Linked DNA regions of Mus musculus: regions 2 and 3 are each linked to region 1. Evidence: chromatin contacts called from public Hi-C data. All regions are on one chromosome and are shown on one strand. Each heading gives the region's core, a stretch centred on a gene start, on an enhancer-like site or on the middle of the called end of the contact. The rest is flanking DNA. Distances are from core to core; before and after follow the strand shown. Region 1 has its middle 47 kb from the start of Twist2. Region 2 has its middle 22 kb from the start of Gm46242. Region 3 has its middle 41 kb from the start of Gm28380.

What was found. A called contact is a pair of places that touch in the nucleus more often than the background predicts.
Region 2: a Hi-C map of uterus shows a contact between it and region 1, with 2.7 times the contacts expected there. The contact joins two enhancer-like sites. A contact is called at or near these places in 7 of 484 Hi-C or Micro-C datasets (the G1E-ER4 cell line, cerebral cortex, differentiating spermatogonia and 4 more).
Region 3: a contact with region 1 is called in a Hi-C map of uterus, with 4 times the contacts expected there. The contact joins two enhancer-like sites. A contact is called at or near these places in 1 of 39 promoter capture datasets (embryonic stem cells), 8 of 484 Hi-C or Micro-C datasets (the G1E-ER4 cell line, the HPC-7 cell line, the NIH/3T3 cell line and 5 more) and 1 of 115 datasets of contacts at active chromatin or transcription factors (the NIH/3T3 cell line).

The regions. Positions count from the first base shown.
Region 1 is chr1:91,751,960-91,756,869 of GRCm38.p6, forward strand. No RefSeq gene overlaps it. Among named protein-coding and RNA genes, the nearest start is that of Twist2, 47 kb to the right of the region's middle. Within about 2 kb of position 3,337, at least 19 of the 459 cell types and tissues checked have an H3K27ac peak or open chromatin away from gene starts, as enhancers often do. A contact at or near this core is called in uterus, where this site is marked.
Region 2 is chr1:91,855,663-91,860,002 of GRCm38.p6, forward strand. No RefSeq gene overlaps it. Among named protein-coding and RNA genes, the nearest start is that of Gm46242, 22 kb to the right of the region's middle. Within about 2 kb of position 2,834, at least 58 of the 459 cell types and tissues checked have an H3K27ac peak or open chromatin away from gene starts, as enhancers often do. A contact at or near this core is called in uterus, where this site is marked.
Region 3 is chr1:91,649,347-91,654,171 of GRCm38.p6, forward strand. No RefSeq gene overlaps it. Among named protein-coding and RNA genes, the nearest start is that of Gm28380, 41 kb to the left of the region's middle. Within about 2 kb of position 3,150, at least 11 of the 459 cell types and tissues checked have an H3K27ac peak or open chromatin away from gene starts, as enhancers often do. A contact at or near this core is called in uterus, where this site is marked.

The DNA of each region.
Region 1 (4,910 bases), core at 2,087-4,586:
TGATTATGCCCCTAAAATGGCTACTGGTCCCGCACCCCATTGCTCTCTGAAGGTTCACATTTGATTTGGTGTTGTTTTTCTTCTGACATGATTTCTTGAACATTTTCTGTTCAATCTGCTGATGGTAAATTCTTTGCCCCTTGTTTTGTTTCGTTTTCTCAAAGATGCTGATGGTTTATTTTCTTTAGTAGATCTTGACATTAAAATTAGAACTAAAGCCAGGCAGTGGTGGCACACGCCTTTAATCCCAGCACTTGGGAGGCAGAGGCAGGCGGATTTCTGAGTTCGAGGCCAGCCTGGTCTACAGAGTGAGTTCCAGGACAGCCAGGGCTACACAGAGAAACCCTGTCTCAAAAAAAAAAAAAAAATCAGAACTAAAATCCTGGGCTGACAGCCGCTGTGTTTGCATTTCAATGTTGGTTCCCCCATCTTCTCAATGTTTCTGAGAAATTTGCTCTCATCTCCCATGGCTCCCTGTATGTGAAATATCATTTTCTACTTAGAAGCTTTGTCCAGGTACATAGATTCTAAAGCTCTGCGCTACAGTTTTCTTCGAGTGGTGTGTGATTTCCTACAGTTGAGCTTACTCGTTAGGTCTGTGAGCGTAGAGTCTTCCTCAAATCTGGAGCAAAGTGCATCTCCACCAGTGTACACTCCTCTCTCTCTCTCTCTCTCTCTCTCTCTCTCTCTCTCTCTCTCTCTCTCTTCCTCCCTTTCTCTCTCTGTCTCTGTCTCTGTCTCTGTCTCTGTCTCTCTGTCTCTCTCTCTGTCTCTCTCTGTCTCTCTCTCTCTCTCTCTCTCTCTCTCTCTCTCTCTCTCTCGCCCTTCTAGGGCTCCCATTCACAGCCCTGAAGCCCCTTGAAGTTCTCCAGCACCTTGCTGGCTTGCTTTCGCTAACTTTCTAAATTCTTTTCTTTGTGTTTTCCTCCAGGTAGTTTCCAACACTGTCTTCCAATCCACTGATAGTCTCTCATGCACCTAACAATCCATCATCAAGCCATCCCTGTTGTATCTGATTTCGGACACCACAGTTCTCAGATCTAACGCTCACTTTGTCTCTCGTGTATTTTCTGAGTCTTCGCTTCAGATTTTTGAACATATGGGGCACAGTTATGGTAACTTAATTTCTCCGTCTGTCAGTCCTAACGTCTGTGCCAGCTCTGGTTTTGTGTTTTGTTTGGCTGATTGGTTTTCTCCTCGTTACGGGTCACTTTTTTTTTTTTCCTGTTTCTTTGCCTGACTGGTGGCTTTTGATTGGATGCCAAATACTCTGAATTTCATCTTGTTGGATGCCGTGGGTGACTTTGAACTTCCTTCAAGATGCAATTGAGTTTCCTTCTGTTCTGGAGTCCTCCTTTTGACTTGTTAGCTGGGATCAGCACCTCTTTCATCGAGGGCTCGTATTCCCCCCTGCGGGGGCTAATGCAGAGCACGCTGCCTGCTGCTCCCAAGGCTTCTAGGTTTGTGAGTGGGAACAGACACGACAGAAAGGTCTGTGTGGAAGTCAGGCATGACTCTCTCTCTCCCTCAAGGTGACACGTGGGTAGTTTCTTTACCTGCATCCATTGCTCAGATGGTGGGGAGCTTCTGCCTACCTCATCTCTGGGGTTCTCTCTCCTCTGGGACTCCATGATCGCCCCACATTCTTGACTCTACTTTCGCGGTGGTTAGCGGCCTGGTGGGCTCAGCCTGGTATGGTGTCTTGAAGGCAATGCAGTAAACGGGGTTATTCTGGGACTCACCTTACACCCGCCACCCCACAGTGACTGCTGGCCTTCAATGTGTGCTCTGGGGTTTGGAAACCCATTGTTTCATACATTTAGTCCGTTTCGTTGTTTGTTTCTGTGTAGGGAAAGTCCCCTATGACTCCATGTGGGACAGGGGGAATTGGCAGGGTCTCCAGTTGTTTTGGTCTCCCTGTCTGTACTGGATCTGTCTTGTCTTATTGCCTCAGTACCTGAAATGGCCCAGGCACTTGGTAAATGTCAGGTGCACATAGGCTACATGAATGAACGAGTACATTAATTTAGCCAGGAAGTCCCAGTGCACGTGCAAGATAGCTTCCCAAGCTTCAGGCTGTAACCTGTATCTTCCACACTGATTGGTGCATGGGTCTGTGTCCCATAGACGTATTTACCAAGGTCAGAGTAGCTTTTGAGTCTCTTCTTGCAGCACCCTGAGGCTTAGTAAACTCTGTCTTGCCCACACGAGGCTTTCAGTGAGTGTTCACTTAGTGAGGAACTCACATTCAGACGTTTATAAATGCATATCATAAGTTGGGGCTGAAATATGGACACAACACATTTGTCTTTGAGCTCAGTCGTGTCCAGTCTTTATTTTTAGCCCTGTTTGATGATTGACAGCACTGGGCACAGCTGATCACAGGCAAAAGGATTATGTACCTTTGGGGAATGTACCATCACTAGTGTGTGGGGCATCTATGGGACAAGGAAGGAGAGAGACTGTTAAAACGAGCATGTAAAAAAGCTCTTGAAAATCAATGAAATAAAAGTCCAGTGCATGCTTTGGGGAAGAGCACCAGAGCTAGCAGAAACTCGGTTCCCCCAATGTCACCAAGGCCATGGATAGCATTTTTAGGGCTGTCAGTCACAGAGTCAGGCTGATGGGGTCTGGCAAGCAGCAGATACCAGAATGGCAGCAGGTGTCAGCCTTGAAGGAAGAAATAACATCTCCTGCAGGACGTGGAGGGTATTCCCAACCACAAAAGTGGCTGTGTCATCAAATGAAGACACTGTATCAGGACACAGGACATAACCCCCCAGTGTCCACCAAGGTAGAGGAATAACGTGTTTGAGCAAAAAACATCAATGTTTCTTCCTTTTCTTGTTAACATTGCAGTTTTCAAGTTACCCAGCATTTCAGAAGGTCACACTGAGGTGACATCAAGCCCCAGTAGTGAGTGAGCCATCCCTGCTTCTAGGTCTAAAAATGCCGCAGCTCTGAGCCTGCCTTTGAGAGGCAAGACTGTAAGCTGGTCTGCTGGCCCTGCTTAATTCTTCCTTCCAGCATAGTCAAGTACCTGACTTGAAATCATTGTTTCATTGTTTTGTGAAGTCTGTTGGGTGATTGCAAATATTCTGGTTTTGAATTGTCTCGGTTCTCCAGCCGCCCGTGCCCCCCTACCCCCCCCCCCCCGTGAGTGCTCAACCCTTGAAAAAAACGTGGGAGCTCCCCCACCCCCCTGGAGCCTCCAGGGACAAGACCCTACCAAACTCCGAGGAAAGAACAAAGCCCCCTCCTTGAAGGAGGTGCTCAGCGTCATGCTGGAAGATTCCGGCGAGCATCGCCCCCTTGTGGTCTTGCCGCAGATGAAAGACTTCAAAGGCAAGTGGACAATGTGTTCTCTATTAGGAAAAGGCTCAACAGAACCTCTTCTTTCCACATGTGTGAGCACATGCAGGGGCAAGCCAGAGAGATGCCACGACACAGAGGATGCAGTACTGTCCTCTGCAGTAAGGAAATCACACTAACCACTAACCTCAGATTTTAAAAATGGAATTCCAAAGTCTCAGGGTGTACAAGCTCAGGGGGCAAAAGTCTGAAATGGTCTGATTCAAGAGTAAGGGAGACTGGACCCCAAAGAAGTAGAGTGACTGGCCTAAGATCACACAGCCAACAGTTGGTGGTTTTGTAAGTAGCCTTGCTTATATATGCAACACCTGCCCCCCAACTAGTCTTACTAACACCACTTTCTCTCAGATACCCTGAATTGCTTTTGTTTAGCTAAGGTACTAGTTAGTAGGGGCTACTTGGAGGCTCAGGAGCAGGTGACAAATGCAGGTTTTCTTGTGTTTGTGTTATTAGTTAGTGTGAGGTTAAAATGTTATTTCTATTTTATTGTGATAGAATATAACAGACACACACACACACACACACACACACAATGGTATTTCCCATGCTACCCATTTTTAAGTACACAGTTCAATGCACCGACCACACTCACTCATAATGATGATTTCTGAGGAGCTATCACTACTCAGAAATCTTCCCAGGCTAAGCCCAACTCCATTCGACACAAACCGCTGGTCTCCCGCTCAGCCCCGGAAACCTGCCATCCTACTTTGATATAAAGAACTTTCGGGACATCACACACATGATGCCACATGGTATTTATTTACATCCTCACATTCTGATCTCTTGAGACACTGTCTTAAGTGTGTGTGCTCACTATGAAGTCCATGCTGACCCCAACTTTGCAGTAATCCCCCTGCCTCAGCCTTCAGAGCTCTGGGATTAGCGGCCCGCACACCACCATACCCTGTGATAGTCACTGGCAGCATTTATCATTTGTATATTGCTTATTTCCTGGAATACAGCATCTTCTCCATGTTACAACCTGCACTAGAATTCCTCCCCACTTTAAGCACAAACATTTCGTTATCCTGTAATGACTCCTATTTATTGGCTCCCTATTTGGTCACTGGGTTACTTCTGCAGCAGCAAGCAGGGTGCTGCTGGAGGACCGTGCACCTGCTCAGCGGAGTTCGGTGGCTGGAGAGTTCCACACTTTTGCCTAAAATGGGTCTGTGTCCTTGTGGAGGAGGGTGTTCGACAGGCCTGGGCTTCTCAAGGCATTTTATCATGGCTATCATCTGGGCTTACAGAGATTTGGGGGGTAACCTAAAACATTGCTCCTATCCTGGGCTCTTTTGACTAGGCCATGGCTGGGGCTAAATTCCCAGCCAGATGATATTTGTAATCTAGATTTGAACTCAGAAGGATCGGGAAGCCAGAAGTCCCTGTCTTTAGGGTAGATTTTAAAATGCAGGAAACATGCTGGTTTGTGGGGAAAGGACTCCTAAACTAGCAGGTATCAGGGGGAATTTTCGGGTCTGGTGTGGTTACCGCTGAGGTCGGGAAGCCCAGTGTGACCACAAAACTCGGCATGT
Region 2 (4,340 bases), core at 1,584-4,083, 100 kb after region 1:
GCATCCTGGAGGTTTCTCACTTACAGGAACTTAAAATGAGGCAGCTTCTCTGGAAAGCAGTTTGGATGGTTTTGAAATTTTTAAATACCTCACTACCCTGTGACCCAGCGACTTTGCTCCTAGACAAGTATCCTACAAGTTTGCTCCTGGACATGGATTCTAGAAACTCCTGCTCACAGATGTCTTCAGTGATGTCCTATATTCAAGACAAATTGTGACATAAGCTGAGGTACATTCACGGAACCAAATCTGCCTCCATCATTGAAAGGAACGACTGCGGGCAGCTGGGATGAGTCTCCAGAAAATTACAGTGTGTAGAACAGTGAACTCCAAAAGACTGCATCTGGACAGTCAGGATTATAAAGCATATAAACCGTAGACCCAGGGAACAGAGTAGCCGTTTCAGGGAGCAGGGAAAGACGGGGAAGGGACCCCTGAAGGGTAATGCCAAAGGTCTGGGCATGAGAGAGACCTGGAAATCTGAACTGTCACGCAGGGATGGTTGAATGCTCTTCTCTGACTGCAAAAGGTCCCATTTGCTGTCCCTACTCAATACAAGATGTTGCCATTATTTGACATTGGGTAGAAGTCACATGGGACCTCTGGGCACTATTTTTTTTACAACTGCCTGTGAATATACAATTATTAAAATTCTTAATTAAAACAAGCAATGCTGTGTGAAGATACAATTCATAAAGGGAGTGCTGTCAGCTGTGAGAAACTGTCTCTGCGTTGCCATTGCCATGATGTAGAAGAGACAGTGAAGGGGCTAGAGATTGCTCAGTGGTCAAGAACACTGGCTGGTCCAATGGAGGTTCACAACTGCCTGTCACTCCAGTTTCAGGGCAATCTGATGCCCTCTCCTAGCTTCTGTGGGCACTCCATGCACATGGTGCATATACAAACGCATGTGAACACCTATACACATTAACTAAAACTAAATAAAGGAGAGTGACTCCCATGGGGAAGCTGGGGCTCAAAGGCAGCTTCAGTGTTGGGTGATCTGGGATTATGACTGCTATATGATCAATAGAAGGCCTTACAATTTAAACATCTTCTCAAATCTTCTCCCAAAGTTCCTGTGCTTGCTGGCAAAGCTTCTCCACCACTGCCCTTTGTGAGACCCAAGAGAACAAGGGGACGTAGTCTGTGTGCTTTTCTGCCCTGCTTGTCTGTCAACTCTCACCCCGTGGGGACCTGACCACATATGCGTTCCCTCCTGAGTCTCTGGTCTCCAGCACGCTGCTTGGCAGATAGGCCCATCTCTGTCCCTGGCTGAGTTGTTAGCCCTGTGTGGCCTGGTGCTTTCATTGGCTGTCCCTGCTCACAGCAACATTCTCTGCACTTGTACTTTGCCCAGCTGTCAAGATTCAACCATGGGGTCCCTTCCTGGTCTAAAGAAGATTTATTCCCTTCGGCTAAACAGCAAGCTGGTTCTTATCTATAGGCAAAGTGTTTACAGGAATGGAGGCCGAAGGCAGACAGCCTGTGAGAATGTCATACTCTGGACGTCACCCAGATGACAGGGCTCTAGTTCTGATGCACAGCAACACACTGTACCAGCAGACTCAGCTCCTTGTCTGCCCAAGACCAAGTTCTACTGGGAATAATGTCCACACTTGCTGCTCAGTCTTGGCTCCTAAAGGAATCCCAAGCTGTGGGTCCTCTGTGGCCTCCCAGGTCAGATCCATAGCCAGAATCTAGTCACATGGCAGGAAAGGCTCCAAGCTACTTCTCACTTGGAGAGAAAATACACCCTTGAATTTGCTCTCATTTTTGGCACACTCTGCTTCTATGTTGGATAAGAATTACTTGTGCCTTGTCAACCTTCCCCAGCATGTGACTGAAGCAACGACCTCTGCTCTCCTTCTTACCACCCAAGCTTTCAAGAAAAGGTTTGGTCAGCCAAAATGGCCCTTCGTGGTTGGGGCCAGATGGATGCTGTGACTTCCAACCTAGGTGGTGGCAGATCCCTGGTCATGGACTTGTGATCTGGAACAGCTGAGTCACAGCTCGGTGGGAGCCTGCCTTGCGTGTGTGAGGCCCTGAGTTCAAGCACCAGAAGGTTCTGTTGGTCTCCAGCAGGAGAACTGTGTAAGAAGCCATGCCAGGTGCCCCTGTCAGCTCTTCTGGGGGACACACAATTGGAGCCTGGAGCCTGTAAGTGAATACAGAGACAGGTGGGGGGGGGAATAGGCAGGCAGACAGACAGACAGACACAGAGACACAGCAAGATAGAGACCAACAGGCACGGGGGGAGGGGGCACACCGACACAGATCCACAGATATGTACATACACACAGTGAGAAACAGAAACACAGAGAGAGACGAACAGAAGGACATACAGAAACAGACACACACACATAAGCAGATAGAGAGGAGACACAAAGACAGACTCACACAATACGTAAGACACACATACACACACACACACACACACACACACACACACACACACACAGGGGGTGGGGGTGGGGGGCTAGTAAGATCTCTGACCATTATCTTGCTGACCTAAATCCAGAGCTGCCTTGATCAGAGGCCGTTCCCACTGTGAGGACCTGAGACACTTTGTTAGGGCTGGGAGAGGGTTCTTTCCAGCATGAGTCACTGTCCGCCTCTCTTCCTTAATTAGTGCTCAGGGACTTGCTGTTGTAACTCTAGTGAAGTCCACGGAAATTAATCAAAGAATATCTTAGACCTTAAATACAGCGAGAACTGCCACCAGGCCAAATCCGAAGGCACTGGGACCTGCATGGCCCAGCGCTCCCCTAGAAACTGAGCTTGAGCCTCCCACGTGTCCAGCACTCCCTGTCCTGGCACTTCCTTCCTCGGGGTTTACTTTCTGGAAGGTTTTCTACTTGTTTTTCCAACTATGGCAATTTCTCAATCTACTACATACCACAATCCTCAATAAAAACGGTTCTCATGGAGCCCTGGTCCCGAGGGCTTGGCAAGTATGGCTTCTTGGATGTGGTCCCTGTGTGTCTACACACTCTGGGATGCAAAGCACAGGGGGACTCTGTCCACACTCACATGAACCCCACCCTTGCTAATCTCCAGAAGATCAGCCAGTCTCATAGGTGCCAGAACCAGGGGTTGGCGTGGGAGGTGCCCAGCAAAAGGGTCCTGTGGTTCCAGTTAGTCCCATTGTACTTAAGAGGCTGAAGATATAGTAGGACCACATCCAGAACATGCAAGAGAACAGACCCACAGTTGTAGCATCCAGACTAGGAAGCTGTCTCAGCACCTACAACAACCATCCCAGCTGATCACCCTTCATCTGCAGTGCCCAGCCCAGCAGGCCACCCATAACCTATAGCACCCAGCCTAGAAGGCCCTACTCCACACCCAGCACACAGCTCAGGCACTAGCCTCATCACCCACAGTGCCCAGACTGGGCTGTCTGGAAGCCCTTCTCCCACTAGACTGAAGCCCTCCAGATCAGGACCACTCTACCCATTTCACCCCAGCATCCTCAGCCCCAGCCAATCACAGACCTAGGGGATCAAAGCGCAGACACAGAGGCACATGGACCAGCTTACCCTGCAGAAGCACTGTCATGATCATGATACAATTTTTCTATAAAGCAAACCCCAGCAGAGCAGAGGGGAGAGGTGTGAAATACTGACAAGAAAGGAAGGTGCTCCCACGGAGCCACAGGGGATGACCAGGAATGTAGAGTCCAGCCAAAAAGATAAGTTCACATGGCCTTAGGATCCCCCATAAATCTTCACTGTCTTCATGGCTTGGCTCCTGTGTTGAGTGTAGAGCTTGCCGGAAGTCTTAGAAGGGCTTTCTGCCGTACAGATCTGCCCGTGTGCATGCTCCATCCACAGGGCCAGGCTGGGTCAGTGGGGAAAATGAAGGGCATTAGAAGTTGTATTGAACAAGGCACCCAGGTGGAAATGACAGCCACTGACCAATGGGGTCACTTTGGGCAAGCAGGTGAGCCACTTGGGGTGCTCAATTTACTACTAGGACTTGTGCCAAAGAATAAACAAACCCTATTTGAGGAGATGGAGAGCACCTCCTAGTATTAGGGTTATTAATGGTGTAGACATGGTATTGGGGGAGGTGTTTATGTCCTAGAAGTGCTCTAGTGACAGGCATAAGGCAGACTGAGTCCCCAGAGCAAGAGGCAGAAAGGGGACACACCGAGCTGAGCCCCTGCGCTCATCCATGCAGATGCCCACGGGTAGGAAACCTAGATGCAGAAGACTGGCAGCCACACTCACTGTGCCTTCCGCTCTGTCTTCTCTACCTTGTGCCTGTTGCTATTTACTAACTTAAAAGCTCGTAATCTGAAGTCCTCTCCTGATTGTTTTTCTTACATGTATGTT
Region 3 (4,825 bases), core at 1,900-4,399, 100 kb before region 1:
CAGAAACTGTAAAAACACAACAACAACAACAACAACAACAACAACAATCTAGCTGTCCCTCAACTGAAGAATGGATAAAGAATGCGTGGTTCATTTGCACAATGGAATACTACTCAGCTATTAAAAAAAAAGATCATTATGAAATTTGCAGGCAAATGGGTGCAACTAGAAAAGCACCATCCCTGACACTATTAATGATAATCTGTTATGCTTGCAGACAGGAGCCTAGCATAACTGTCCTCTGAGAGGCTCCACCCAGTAGCCAACTGAAACAGTTAAAGAGACCCACAGCCAAACACTGACTGAGCTTGGAGAGTCTTATGGAAGACTTGGGGGAGGAATGAGGGACCCAGAGGGATAGAATTTCCACAAGAAGACCAACAGAGTCAACTAACTTGGACTCCCAGAGACTGAATAACCACAGCGCATACATGGGCTGGACGTAGGTCCCCTGCGCATATGTAGCAGATGTGCAGCTTGGTCTTCATGTGGGTCTCCCAACAACCCTAACTTTGTTGTCTGCATGTGGATTCTAACTGGGATCTCCTAATTGGACTGCCTTTTCTGGTCTCAGTGGGAGAGGATGTGCCTACTCCTGCAGTGACTTGATGTGCCAGGGTAGGTGATACCTAGCACTGCCCCCACCCCTTTTTAGAGGAGAAGGGAGGAGGGTTGGGGGGAGGAGCTGTGTGAGGGGAGACTGGGAAGAGAAGGGGGCTATGATCAGGATGTAAAGTGAATAAATAAGTCAATGAAAAAAAATCCCTGCTTGGAGATAGGTGATCTGCAAGGACCAGAGGGCAGGAGTCTGATGAAGGGAAGGGTCGGTCCTTCAGGAAGTTTGATCAGGTCTGGTCAGACGTTCACCTTGCTCCAGAGGCCTGGCTGTGAACTGTGCTTTTGTGTCGGTATGACTGGTCTGTGACACCGGAAGCCAGAGCAGAACTGTCTAGAGGACCCAGACGTGTTCTCCGTGTGGTAAGAGATGCTGAAGATTATTCCACAGAGCGGTAGTGAGAGAGAAAAATAATCCTTAATCCCTGGATCCAGGACTCTCATTGTTTCAAGCACGTTTCTAGAAGGTTCTTGGCCTTGTCGAGATTGGGAGTATGTGCAGCTCACACGCTCCTGAAAGTCCCCCATGTCATCATCTTCTCTGGGGTTCACAGCAGACACACTGAAACATTCCCTCACAAGTGGCGAAGAGCACAACCACACAGAGAGCATGTCCCCATGCTACACATGGGACTCTCACTGAAAGGTGAAGATGCAGCTGGGTGTTTGATCCCAGCACTTGGGAGGCAGAAGCAGGTGGATCTCTGAGTTCCAGGACAGGCTGGTTTACAGAGGGAGTTCTGGGACAGTCAGAGCGTCACAGTGAGATCTTATCTCAAAAAAAAAAGGTGAAGATTCTTTGCGATTGTGACGTCCCCAGCTGCACCCACTGACTCCATAGCAACCTGCAGGACAGGCTCGGTGGCATCTCGAGCAGCACTCTGGCCAGCTGTAACCTGCCTGGCACACCTGGCCCAGGGTTGATGTCTATAAATTAACAGTTTTCTTTTGTATGTGTATGTATGCGTATGCAAAATATGTGTGTGTATATGCTGTGTGTGCACACACACATGTGTGCATGTAGAGGTCAGAGATAGAGATGGAGCATTTCATCTCTCCATCCTTCTTTTGGTTTCCATATTATTTTAACTTTACCTTATTTTTATTAATTCTTTGAGAATTTCACATTTATTTTAATCATTCTCATCCCCACAACTCCTTCCAGACCTCCTTGATTTTATGCCCATATACAACTTTGTGTCCTCACTTAAAACAAACAAAACCCATCCAGTCCACCGTGTGCTGTCTGTGGACTTCGGATGTGTGGTCCTGTTGATGTCAGTTATCAATAGTTCCTCAGTTAGGGGTGTGACTTTGTGCGTCCCTTCCCCATTTATGCTGGAATTTTGCCTGCCTTGACTCTGTCCCTTGTATGTGCTGTCATAATCTCGGTGAGTGTGTATATCTAGCTGCCTTTCTGAGTGAAAACAGTTCTCGAAGACAGTTTTGATGTAGTCAGCTCTGCCTCTGGCTCTTACGCTCTCTCTGTCTCCTCTTCCTGAACCCTGGGGAGGAGGTGCTGTAATATTGCTGTCCAGATTTCGGGCTGAGCACCCCACAGTCTCTTTCCCCACCTTATTTTATGTGACAGGGTCTCTCACTGATCCTGGAGCTTGGCTTTGATTGAGAGCTGGGGGTGTGAACTCAGGTGCCCACGCTCGCGCAGCAAGCACCATAATAATAGAACTGTGCTCCGCACAAATGCAGCCTGTGTAAAGTAGGTCTCACTAGTGCAAAGCCCCGTGCGTGCATTCACACACAATGCTGTCTCATCGTGGCAGCAGCAGAGCTGAGCAGTAAGCACAGACTGTGTAAGAAGGCTGGTTTGACATACCAGATGGACCGGGCCATAGGGTGCCCATATAACTAGCTAGGCCTTCTTCCCTGTTGTGTCTGTAGGTGTTTCTGGAAAGGTGAGCATTTCTGTTGACTGGCTTAGTGGGGGCATCGTCCCATTCTTGAAGGTCCGGAGGGAACAAAAGTCAGGGCGAGGCTGACTGTTGTCTGTCTAACTGGACACACAGCCAGCCCAGCGCTTGTGGCTTTGAGAACTTCAGTCTCAGTCTGGAATTTGCATACTGGCTCTCTGATTCTTACACTTTTCAATCCCACCACGGGCCAGCAGGCAGGGGATCATGGGACTTCTTGTCATCCATGATGGCCGGGGCCAAACCTATTGTATGTACATACATCTTACACACACAAGGCTCTTCACAGAAATCTCCCCCTCGCTCCACACCCAGCTCAACACTGCAGTTACTCTCAGCCCAGGAAATGCAGCAGGGAAGACCAAGAGCTGCAAGAACAAACTCACCGCACACCAGAAAGCAAACACGAAGTGCCCAACAGAGCCGAGGCGCTGTAGAGACTCCGTGCTGGTGTTTCTCCCTCTGCTAGGCTTTTTCCCACATGCACGTGCTGGCGATTAAAGAAGGAAGTGTTTGAAGAGGACGCGGTTTCCATAAACAGTTGCCTTGATGCTCTGGAGCCCGAGCAAACCGAGGACAGCGCCCTGGAACCCTCTTTAATCTGTCTTGTGATCTCATTTCCACATGGACTGAGGACCTCGTTCATGTGACCTTAGAGAGAACTGGGCCTGGAGCCTGAAGTTATCAGTTTCCATCCAGGAAACAGAACAGCCTCCAGGCTATAGATGAGGTCTGTTGTCGATTCTGTACAGCGGACTCTACAGAGAGTAGCATTCGGATGCCCCCACCCCTGCTTCTAGAGGTGGGCACCATGGATCCTTGGGGGCAAAACCTTCTGACTATCTCATGAGAACATGGCGAAATTACAATAAGGATTCTACAAACACTGAATTCCCTAGCCATGATGTCACGAGGAGCTTCTGAAGAAGCAGATATTCGGGATAATCAGCCGAGCGAGTGGACGTGGCTAACATTTGGGACTCACAGATGAAGGCATTTCTGGAAACAGGCCCCCTGGGGCTGGGTGTAGGAGAGCCTGACCTACAAACAGCTTGCGTGTACTAGTGACACAGGACACACAGTATCTCAGGATCTGCATGTGTTTAGCCCAGCACCCTTGGCGAGTAAAGACTTGTGAATCACCCAGGGCAGATGCCTTCCCCTGGGCAGTCTGGAAACAGCATCAGTTCCCAGCACCTCTGTGACCTCCTGGGCAGCTGTGCTGTGAGCTGTGCTGCTATCAGTGTCGCTAATCTCATAGTCCAGAGGCCCTGGGAGTCAGAAATGCAGAGGGCTTGGTGACTGCAAAGTGATTTAGCCCAGCACGGCTCTATTCCTTCTGACTTACTGACTAGGAAAGTCAGCGAGCTCATCCTAACCTTTCAGTAGGGTGGAGCATGTGTAGATCATCAGACCACTGCTGTGGGGTAGGGTGAAACTTTTAGAATCACGTAGACCCAGATATGTGCAGAGAAATCCCCACTGTGAGACCCAGAGAGGGGATGAGACCCACATCTCTGGCCCCACTGCTGCCAGGTGGAGAGAGCAATTCCTGCCCCTCAGAGTTAGCTCCAGAATGAACCGGCATGCTACAACTTTGAACACTGTCAGAATAGGAAAGCTAGCTCACTCACCCAGTTCCCAGGCATCCATATTGCAACCTGGGCTGTCTCCTGATTCCTTGCCTGGCGGCTCAGTTTACCCTTCAGATATAAAACCCTTGAGCCCAGGCATGGGTTACTGTCTCTCCTTTGGGGGTGGGGAGCTATTTAAGGGGTGGCACTGAGCATGGCTGAGAGACTGTGGGAGGAATAAGGTGGACATTCAGAGGTATTGGAGACTTGTGTTGCCTGCATATGGGCTACACTAGGCTGGATGACCGCTTAAGACCATCCAGGGTCTGAACACATGCCCCTCGCTTTCTCTTTTGGGCTGGGATCTAATGGCTTGGAAGTCATTCAGATTTGGGGAATTCAGATTTGACTCCTGGTGTTTGGAGTCACGGATCGCACCATGGCTAGAATGCTGGTGTGTTTTCAGGCGTGCTCTGTCTTGGCACAGGCACTGGCTGCCTTTCTACAGAAAGAATAGAGGAGCCCATTCTTCAGGTGTATAAGGGGCCCTGCCCCACACCAGTGAGTTACAAAGCCCGAGTTTAACCAACCCAGGAAGAACTAAAAACTCAAGCATGATCACTTACTTGCAGTAGGGGTCCTAAGTCCCAACCTCAGAACACTTGGCCTTCCTCTGGACACACTGTGCACACGATGCCCTTCCATGGG